3 separate regions of the Gossypium hirsutum genome follow, and regions 2 and 3 are each linked to region 1. A link is a contact called in public Hi-C data. All regions are on one chromosome and are shown on one strand. Each heading gives the region's core, a stretch centred on a gene start, on an enhancer-like site or on the middle of the called end of the contact. The rest is flanking DNA. Distances are from core to core; before and after follow the strand shown. Region 1 has its middle 17 kb from the start of LOC107886483. Region 2 has its middle 57 kb from the start of LOC121225546. Region 3 holds the start of LOC107886477 (protein terminal ear1).

Evidence for each region. Hi-C and Micro-C count contacts between places; a contact is called where the count stands out from the background.
Region 2: a Hi-C map of leaf shows a contact between it and region 1, with 4 times the contacts expected there. The contact joins two enhancer-like sites. A contact is called at or near these places in 2 of 34 Hi-C or Micro-C datasets (both in leaf).
Region 3: a contact with region 1 is called in a Hi-C map of leaf, with 2.3 times the contacts expected there. The contact joins the promoter of LOC107886477 here to the enhancer-like site in region 1. A contact is called at or near these places in 4 of 34 Hi-C or Micro-C datasets (all in leaf).

The regions. Positions count from the first base shown.
Region 1 is chrA03:94,218,705-94,221,555 of Gossypium_hirsutum_v2.1, reverse strand. No RefSeq gene overlaps it. Among protein-coding and RNA genes, the nearest start is that of LOC107886483, 17 kb to the right of the region's middle. Within about 2 kb of position 1,270, at least 2 of the 9 cell types and tissues checked have an H3K27ac peak or open chromatin away from gene starts, as enhancers often do. A contact at or near this core is called in leaf, where this site is marked.
Region 2 is chrA03:94,485,242-94,488,211 of Gossypium_hirsutum_v2.1, reverse strand. No RefSeq gene overlaps it. Among protein-coding and RNA genes, the nearest start is that of LOC121225546, 57 kb to the left of the region's middle. Within about 2 kb of position 1,586, at least 3 of the 9 cell types and tissues checked have an H3K27ac peak or open chromatin away from gene starts, as enhancers often do. A contact at or near this core is called in leaf, where this site is marked.
Region 3 is chrA03:94,695,058-94,698,269 of Gossypium_hirsutum_v2.1, reverse strand. LOC107886477 (protein terminal ear1) reads right to left here and starts at 1,558. Exons shown (of 5, transcript XM_016810448.2): 1 at 534-1,558; 2 at 1-360. The coding sequence starts at 1,266.

The DNA of each region.
Region 1 (2,851 bases), core at 21-2,520:
AATATTTTAAAAATAATATTTTTGCCCAGCAAATTTAGATTAATGTTTCCATAAAATATATAATAATAAAAAGTGACAATTCCCAACAGTGTCAGTTTAGCATTCCAATGTCGGTTAAGAGATAGCTGAATATGATTATTATTATTATTATTTGTTCAACAGAGATAACTGATTGATGAGGACAACATATGTATAATCAGATCAACAACGTGGTTATAACTTATCTACTACGGTTGGTAGTTTCAATTTTATATCCAAGAAAAAAAGATTTCATTAATTTAATAATAAATGATTTAATGCATTTTTTTAAAAATATCATCATAAAAAGTACTTAACCTTTAAAGTTGCAAAATGTTACATCAGAAAAGGGGAAAAAATTTTGGCAAAATGACATGTGCGTTCTGAATATATAATTAATTAACCCTCAAATTCTATATACAGCTAATTTTATTTTATGAAAAAGAAAATACTTTGCTAAATTTATTAGAAACAAATACCATGTTTCATTAAAATGAATGAAATGAAATGTGAACATTTGAAGCAAACACATGGAATATGGGGTGGGGACTTGCAATGTGAAAATAATGCCGAATTTAGATCCTATTATTTATAATAATTTATTGGATTCAGGTATTGTTTTGTTTTTCTCTGAGAAAATAAGTTGATAGATCGAAAACGTAAACATTACACATGGTTGAGATACAAAACCTAACGTGCTGGAGATCCAATCCTCAACATATTCAAATTTAAAACAATTAAAAAAATCATTTTAATGGTGCCAAGACCAAACTTTTTAATCTTAAATCTATAAGTGGGTATTTAGAGATTGAAGATAGAAATGGGAGGGAAGCACGTTCTCCCATGTGAACCTTGTTCCCCCGCATTCTCCAGCTCTAATACCCAACCCCATTCCCATTTTCACAGGGTTTCTTAAATCCCATCGGTGTATGCGGTGCAACTCTCTTAACTTTGTAGACTGACAAAAAGGGCAATGTTGTCGAATACAATTCACCACTCTTTACCAACACTACTTTAATCCCACTCCACGTGTCTTTGGTTAATGCTGATGATCCCACCATCTTTTTGCATTTTCATTATAACTATACAATTATGTTTTCATTTATTATTTAATCATCATTTTTTCTCTGATTTAGTAATAAAAGCAAAAGTCTATATATTGTCTTTATACGCAAGATATACATATATGAGTAGGGTAGATTTATGGATGAAATTAATAAATTAGGTCAAAACATCACATGGGATGAACAACATGCCATGTGCCTTCCCAATACATGAAAATGACACCTTTATTTCCCTGTTTGCTGATAAATTGGCACAGGCTGAATCCAGATCCATTTCCCATTTCCCCTTTATTATTTCAACTCGCTAAATGTCATTTCATTTTCCCCACACAACAGAATTAAGTATAAAAATTCTGTTTAGCTTTAATGATTGCAGAATCTAAAGTGGATATCGTTAATGATGATGAAAACTAACAGCGCCGTCACTTTATTAAGTGAATGCCAATCACACAATAATATTCCATATAATTGTCACCTTTACACACACACCCCCAAATAAAAATGCAAAAAAATTGGATTTAAATTGTGAGGGTGAAATGTTATTTAGGGCTATTTATGTAAATATATATATTTTAACTACAAATGAGACTTCAAATTTAATTATTATATTTCACATCTAATAATAAATTTAATTTTTATACCTTTTAATTTCTATTTACAAAAAATATTTGTGAATTCTTAATCCAATTAAAAAAAATATCCCATAAACGCCAACAACTTGGATATAAGATTTAATTTTCCTTAACTTTATTTATTCAAACCCTTAATTTCACTTTTCATTTTTCTTTTTTATAATAGGTTAATGTATTTTAATTCAACTTAATTAAATTTTGATATAATGATTTATTTAGTTTTTTAATTTTATAAAAAAATTATTTTAGTCTTTTATTTAAATTTTTTATCTTTTTTAGCTTTTGAACTTATAATTTTCTTTTATCAAATCACCCCAAAATGGATAAAAAATTTAACGTTTTTATACGGTATACATGTGGACGACATATTAACATCTAATTAATTTTTAAAAATTAAAAATTATTAATTAAATTTTAATGTTGACATATTACATGATAATCCACGATTATATTATGCCTGAAATTTTCCTTGTATAAAAAAAACAAAATTAAAAGACAAATGAAGGAGCCTATTAGGTTACGGAATTTGCTCCAAAAATATCAAACTTGGGTGATACGAAAAGAAAACTCCAAAAATGATTCTTATTATGCTAAACATCAATATACTAATAGATTGATTGTTTGACTAGAATCCAAAAAAGTACGTAATTACTGCAAGGAACAAATAACACATCTTTGTTTGTCAACTTTATTCCCTTCTTCTTCTTTTTTTAATATAAAATAGGGTTGCTAAATATTTGATTTTCTAAACTAAGTCCTAACATTCCCTTGAATAATTTAGAGAAGAAGAAGAAGTCAACCAATTCCTAATGATTGGCTCAATTGGTAGTTTATGGAACTAATTGTTTGGTTGCACCAAAGATCCTTATATTTTAGTGTGATGCTTAATTCCTTTTGTCTAACTTGCATCATCATTTTATGGACGTAAACAATCTCACATGAATAAATTTGGATATGGACAGTCCTGTAGAATTAACGGACGGCCAAGGAGCCCACTACATCAAATCCTTTGTGACAACTGATAAAAGCATTTTGGCTAATCATGCTAGTATTGCGTGGGTTCTTGAATTCAAAAAATACTAAATTTAGAGATTTGAAAAAAAATGGTACTTTGAGATATATAGTAAGGAAGCAATT
Region 2 (2,970 bases), core at 337-2,836, 270 kb before region 1:
TCAAATATATGTTCACTTGTGAATTGTATGTAGACGTAGTTAGTATCCACCAAAGAGCTATACTTATTTGTGACGTGCATACGCATGAGAGTGGTTTATTCCTACTAAGGATAGTTATTGTTTATGTACGGAACCCACTAACTTTTTTTGAACTTTCCTAACTTCATTTATCCCTATTTCAGGTCTTTTAGGGTGGTTGCAGATTTTTTGAAGGGATTCAGCCATATATTTTACTCAATTATGAGCCATTCATTTGCTTAATTTGTAAAATGTGTATATGGAGGTGGCTTGTAATTTCAGCCTCTTTAAAGAGATTGTACCTTCATACAGTATTTTGTATAAGCTAACTTTTATTGGCACTTCGCCAAAAATTCAAATATGTTATGTATGTTTTGACATACTCTTATATTTTGCCTTGGGTATATGTCATAACAACCATAATCCGCCAAGCGGCATTTCTAAAACTTGTTCACTATTATATATTAAATAGCTTAATGAGCAAAAAACTTTTGTTGTGATATTGCGTGATGTTTTTAGTCCTTTGTTAACACCACCGTTCACCGATCTACTTGCCGGATTATGGGTGTTACACCTTTATGGAGTATTGATTCCTATTCTAAAGCTTTGAAAACTTTACATTTTGGTCCTTTTTCAAGCTCGAGTTAATAAATGAGCTTTTGTAAGCTTGAATGAGTCTAGGAAAAGATCGTATAACTTAATTATGAGACATTTTGAATATGAATGCATATATTATTGTGTAAATTGATTATTAAATGTTTATATTTGCTCCGGCAACAACAGTAGCATCCTGTAACTTGGACTCGGCGATTAGGTCGAGTGAGGGGTATTACAATTTGATTGGTCTATCAATTTATTTAAATGGTCAACGTGATCAATGACGTAAACCATTAAGGAGGGCGTAATTGATTTTTTTTTCTTAACAACAAAAACTTAATTGATTATGAATTTAATACATAGACTTAATTGATTTTTTTCATATTTTCTTTTAAGGTTTTTTTGACATATAAACCAACATACCAATAAAAACTTTCGCTTTTATTTCCTCTTTATAGGCAATGATGACTGGATTCAAGCGAAGTTTGCTTTTTCTCTCCCAAAATTGGATTTTCAATTTGTTGGCCTTATCTTCTGTTAATTGTGTTGTTTATCTTGTAGTTATTTTACTTTTGTATGGAATTTGATCCTTGTAAACTTTTAAAAGTTGAATTTGACCAAAAAAAAATTTTTAAGTAATTTTTTATAAATATAAATTTATATCCAACAAAATAAAAAATAAAAATAATTATATTAAATCAAACGAGATAAAAACAATGCGACCCAACATAACCAAAGTTCAAACCATAAATTTCAGTAAAAAGAAAAAGTAAAAGAAAACAAACAGTAAGATTTTATTTTAGAAAAAGATGTAATGGGTCCCACTTCGGACGTAGAAGCTGAACCATGATGGGAAACGTCTTCTGTTTTTGTTTTAGAAATAAAAAATAATAAAGCAAGTAGGAACCAATCACCGACTGAATTGCGACCCACATGAGCCAAGGTGGCCAAACACGTGTCACGTGCCTTAATTGAGTTAACATGCTGCTTATTGCTGAGCACAGTGTAACGCATCCCATTCCTCCCCCACCAATAAAATAAATGAGATGTTCATCATCAACTTTTGATTCTTCCTGTTTTCTATGATTAAATCATTTATTAATCTAATATACCAAACACATTGCTACAATTTTGGACCGTAAAGTTTGTATGATAACATCATCCGACTGAGGTGTAATCAATTTGTTTTTTTTTTCAATTTAATTTAAAAAAATTATTTTTTAATTCCTTTTATTAAAATTTTTATTTACTCCAACGTAATTTCATATAAAATTTTTGTGTTTGAATAAAAACTCAAATTCTGATTTAAAAACGTTTCATCAGGTAAAAATAAATTAAACCCATAATTCGTATATTGAAATACTTGAATTTGGTTTATTCAATAATTTGAAGCTTTCATTTAAGCCCAATTTAATAATAATCAAATTAAATTGTAAATTTCTTATAAAATCCAATAAGTTACGAGCATATATCAACTTGCATCTTCTACATATATATAAAACCAGTTAGCATCTCCGATAAAAAATGTTAAAATAAGGCTTATAGGTAAAAAAATTTAATTAGGATTTTATACCAGTTTTAAAATTAGTTAGGAATATGGGTCGATTTAACTAGAAAGCACATCCAACTAAACACACTTTCCAGTTCTCTCTCATAGGGTTAGAGTTTTAATTTTATTAGGGTTCGGGTTTTTTAGGGCTTAGGGTATTTTAAAAGTGATCAGGGTTTTTTTAGTTCTCTCTCCGAAGGCCTAAACCGAGGTGGATACAAGAAGGCTCTCAGGAGGAGAGCAAATATTTCGGCAAAGTAGAGGTCAAAATCAAGTCAGCGCGACAACGGTTGTAGTTATTAATGGGTTGTGTAATAACGACAATTGTTGTCGCTCCGAAAGGAGTATCACCTGTACTGCACCGTAATAACCGCCCCCCGCCTGAGAGTCCTTTTGCATCCACGACAATGCCGGCCTTCGAACAAGAATGAAGGTTAAAGGTACCAGTTTCCTGAAAATGGAGAAAAAATTACACCGATTATAGCTAGAAACCCTAGAGTTTTTCTGTATGAATATGCCTTCAAACTTCTGTATGGTATTTATAGGGCATTATTTTCAAGTATTCGAAAAGATTGAGCTCAAGGCCGCGTAACATCCGTCAACTAGCTCCCCCTTATACCTCGATCCATTGTTGCATAACAAGCTTCGATTGACACCTCCATATCGACTTCTAGCCTTGACCGTACAAAGCAAAATCACCCCATAACCGACTTTCCTAGGATAGGCTTTGGAGGAAATAATCCTATCTTGGCATGATATATGAAATGTGTGCGGCTTAGAGCGGTATCACATCATTGAAAACTCAA
Region 3 (3,212 bases), core at 309-2,808, 480 kb before region 1:
TAGGCGATTGGTTTCGAGGAAGAAAAGAACGAGGTATATCGTTGGAAGAAAATCTAGCAGAGAATTTACGAGGCAGCGGCGGGGGAGGTGGGGGAGAAGATGAGTACTTGGGATTTCTCGTATGGGGATTATATTTATCAGTGAAAGCTGTAAAAGCGTTAATTTTGTTAACGTTGTTATCACTATTGAAGAGCTTCCTGCTATATCCTCCGGGTCGACTAAATTCAATTGCAACTTGCTTCCCATTAATTTCTTTTCCATTCATTTCTCTCAAAGCCTTAGCCGCATCCCTTACGTCATAAAACTCCACAAACTTTTGGTGTTTCTTCAATGGTGTTTCTCTCAGTTCCTTCACTGGGCCTAAACAACAAACCAGGTTGCAAAATTTTGTAACAAAGCATGAAAATATCTTTGACTGCTAATCAAAGTATCAACTCCCCCCCCCCGCAAAAGAGTAAAACAAAATAGATTGAACAACAAAAACCCAAACAAAGCAAGCGAACATAAAAGACAAGAAATGAACCGAAACTTACCATAAGCTTGGAAGATTTCTTTGAGTTGCGAAATTGAAACGCCGGTGTCCAAATTGAATACCACAACAGTTCCTTGATTATTCCCCTCAGGGACAGCATTGCTTGCCGGAATAGTGAAGTGGGCCCAGACAGGCCTCCCGGCTATGAGTCCACGCGCAGAAGGGAGTGGAACACAAGCGTTGGACACACCTGGTTCGCACCCGGTAGCAGCCGCAGTGTACTGGTCTCGAACCCTGGCTTGCTCTTGCATGTGCTGCTCGCGTATTTCTTTCAACGCTTTCTCCGCATGTCTCAGATCGTAGAAATGGACGGTCACGATCCCTTCTCGGACTCTTTCCATCTGGACCCCGCGTACTTCCCCGAACACTTCCAATTCTTTCCTCACCTTTGACTCGCTCACATCGCATGGAACCAACGTTAACACCAAAGCCCTCGTCGCCGCCGCAGTCGGAGGTGGAAGTGGCAGCTGCGGTGCAACCACCATGGACGCTGTAGTGACGCAAGGCGCTGGTGCAGGTATAGCTACAGGTGCATGTAGAGGCAGGGCAGCATGGAACTGCGGTACGCCGCCGCTGCAAAACGGTACCGTTGGAGACGCAGCGTACGGGTAGTAAAGTTGGGGGGGTCTGTAGAGAGGAAATTGGGGTTGGCAAACTACGTTTTGGGCGGGCCAAAATTCTTGTGCCGTCGGGTCAAGGTTTCCAGGGAACCGGACCGTCCCGGTTTCCCCCATGGCTGTTTCAGGGCGGAGAACCAGTAGTCCACCACTCAAAGGGGAAAAAAAAGCTTTTCTTCAACTAGATAAAAAGGAGCCGAGAAAGTATATTTATGAGAAAGCTGTTCTCTTTTATCTGAGTTCAGCTTGGGAAATTAAAAGCCCAAGAAAACATTTTCTTTGTTTGTATTGTTGTCGTTTTCCATGTCCAAGAAAAACTCATTAAAGTTGGTAGTCGAAGTGTAAGTAAAAACGAAAAGGAGAGAATGGATTGGGAGGGTTTTGGTTTTTTTTCCCTTTCCTTTTCGCTATATACTTGGTTTCCAGGAAACAAGAAAAGGTTGCCAAAAGTGTCGTCGTCTCCCGAATTGCCACCTCATGGGAAAGATGATGACTTTTTTTAGAGTGAATAAAACCCCTTACTTTCTGGGTTTTTGTTTTTGGATTTTGATCATGATCCTCGTAGTAATTCGGGGGTTGATTAAGAATTTGGAGCGTGCACGTGGCCACACAAATGAAATGTGTGGTGCGGGTTGAGTAATAATAAGCATTGCTGCATGTGAGTATTACTTTTTTTTCTTTTCATCTTTGGTATTTTTGACTAATCAGAGACAGTCAGACTCGGACAGACTAATCGCTTCTCCACCTCTGCTTTTATTTTTAGCACAGTGCAGTGCACCCTCATTTATTCTTTCACATCCGCATCTATGTGTTATTCTCCCGATAATTAATAAATTAAATTGAGATATTCAATTATTAAGATTTTTTTTATCATCCAATCATCAAAACTTATAAAATAATTATTTAATTATTTAAATATTTTCATCATCGATCAATAAATGATTACTAAAAGTTAACTTGGAGTTTTTAAAATTAACATAATAATAATTTAAAGTTTTAAAATTTAAAATTTTAACATTTATATATTGTATCAAAAATTAAACTTTTAACATTTGCACATTATACTTCCATAAAACACCACCTTCTTAATGTAGATGCCTATTCTTCCTCCTTTGGTATATAATTGTACAAGTACATGAATTATTTTAATGTGATACAATTAATCCAAAGTAATTAACCATAATCATATATTAGTCATTAAAGATGCATAATTTGGTTAATGTACCTAGTAAAATTCAATATATGTACTTTAAAGATACATGATTTTAGTCAATGTACCTATTAATGTCTAATGTGCATAGTACATTACTTTCGTCAACATGGTTGTTGAAGGGATTTTTAACCTATTAATAAGAAGCTGTGAGTCCTCTTAGCATTGAAGGGATTTTTAACCTATTAATAAGAAGCTGTGAGTCCTCTTAGCATGTTTAGTATTAGGCTTAAGAGTGTTTATGCTCAATTTTAATTCTAAATTTTGTCTATTGCCTCCATCAAAATTTTGTGTCGAGTTCATGAAAGGGAAGTACCTTTACCTACCATGCAAATTCATATTTTGTGTTTAGTAAGATTTGAAACCCTGTCCTATAGCATATATGGGTTGAATTGGTAGGACGGGTGCCACAGTCTCCTCAAAGATCAAAAATTCCCTCAATAATCTTTTATGTAGCCATAAAGGCCACAAATTCCAACATTCTCTCACTTTGCCAAATGGTCACATGAGTCTTTTTAGATGTATGCACTTTAATTACAATAATGATCAAACTATACTTAATTAAATAAGTAACTACTAAAAATCATGGTGGTTTTATATCATTACAAATATAATTCCTTCTATGCATCACAATAATAGTATTTATCTAGACAAGTCAAAATGAGGAAGAAGATGAACTATATACATTTATATTCATGTTCCATAAGGTCCTAACTCTAATGTCAAAACACCACAATATTTTTGTCACATATAATGAGCACAAGTAGACAAGAACAAGCTTTCATGTGTCCAATTAAAACTACTAGTTGGACTAGTAGTGGACACATGCACATTATGCATTTTAGGCCAAATG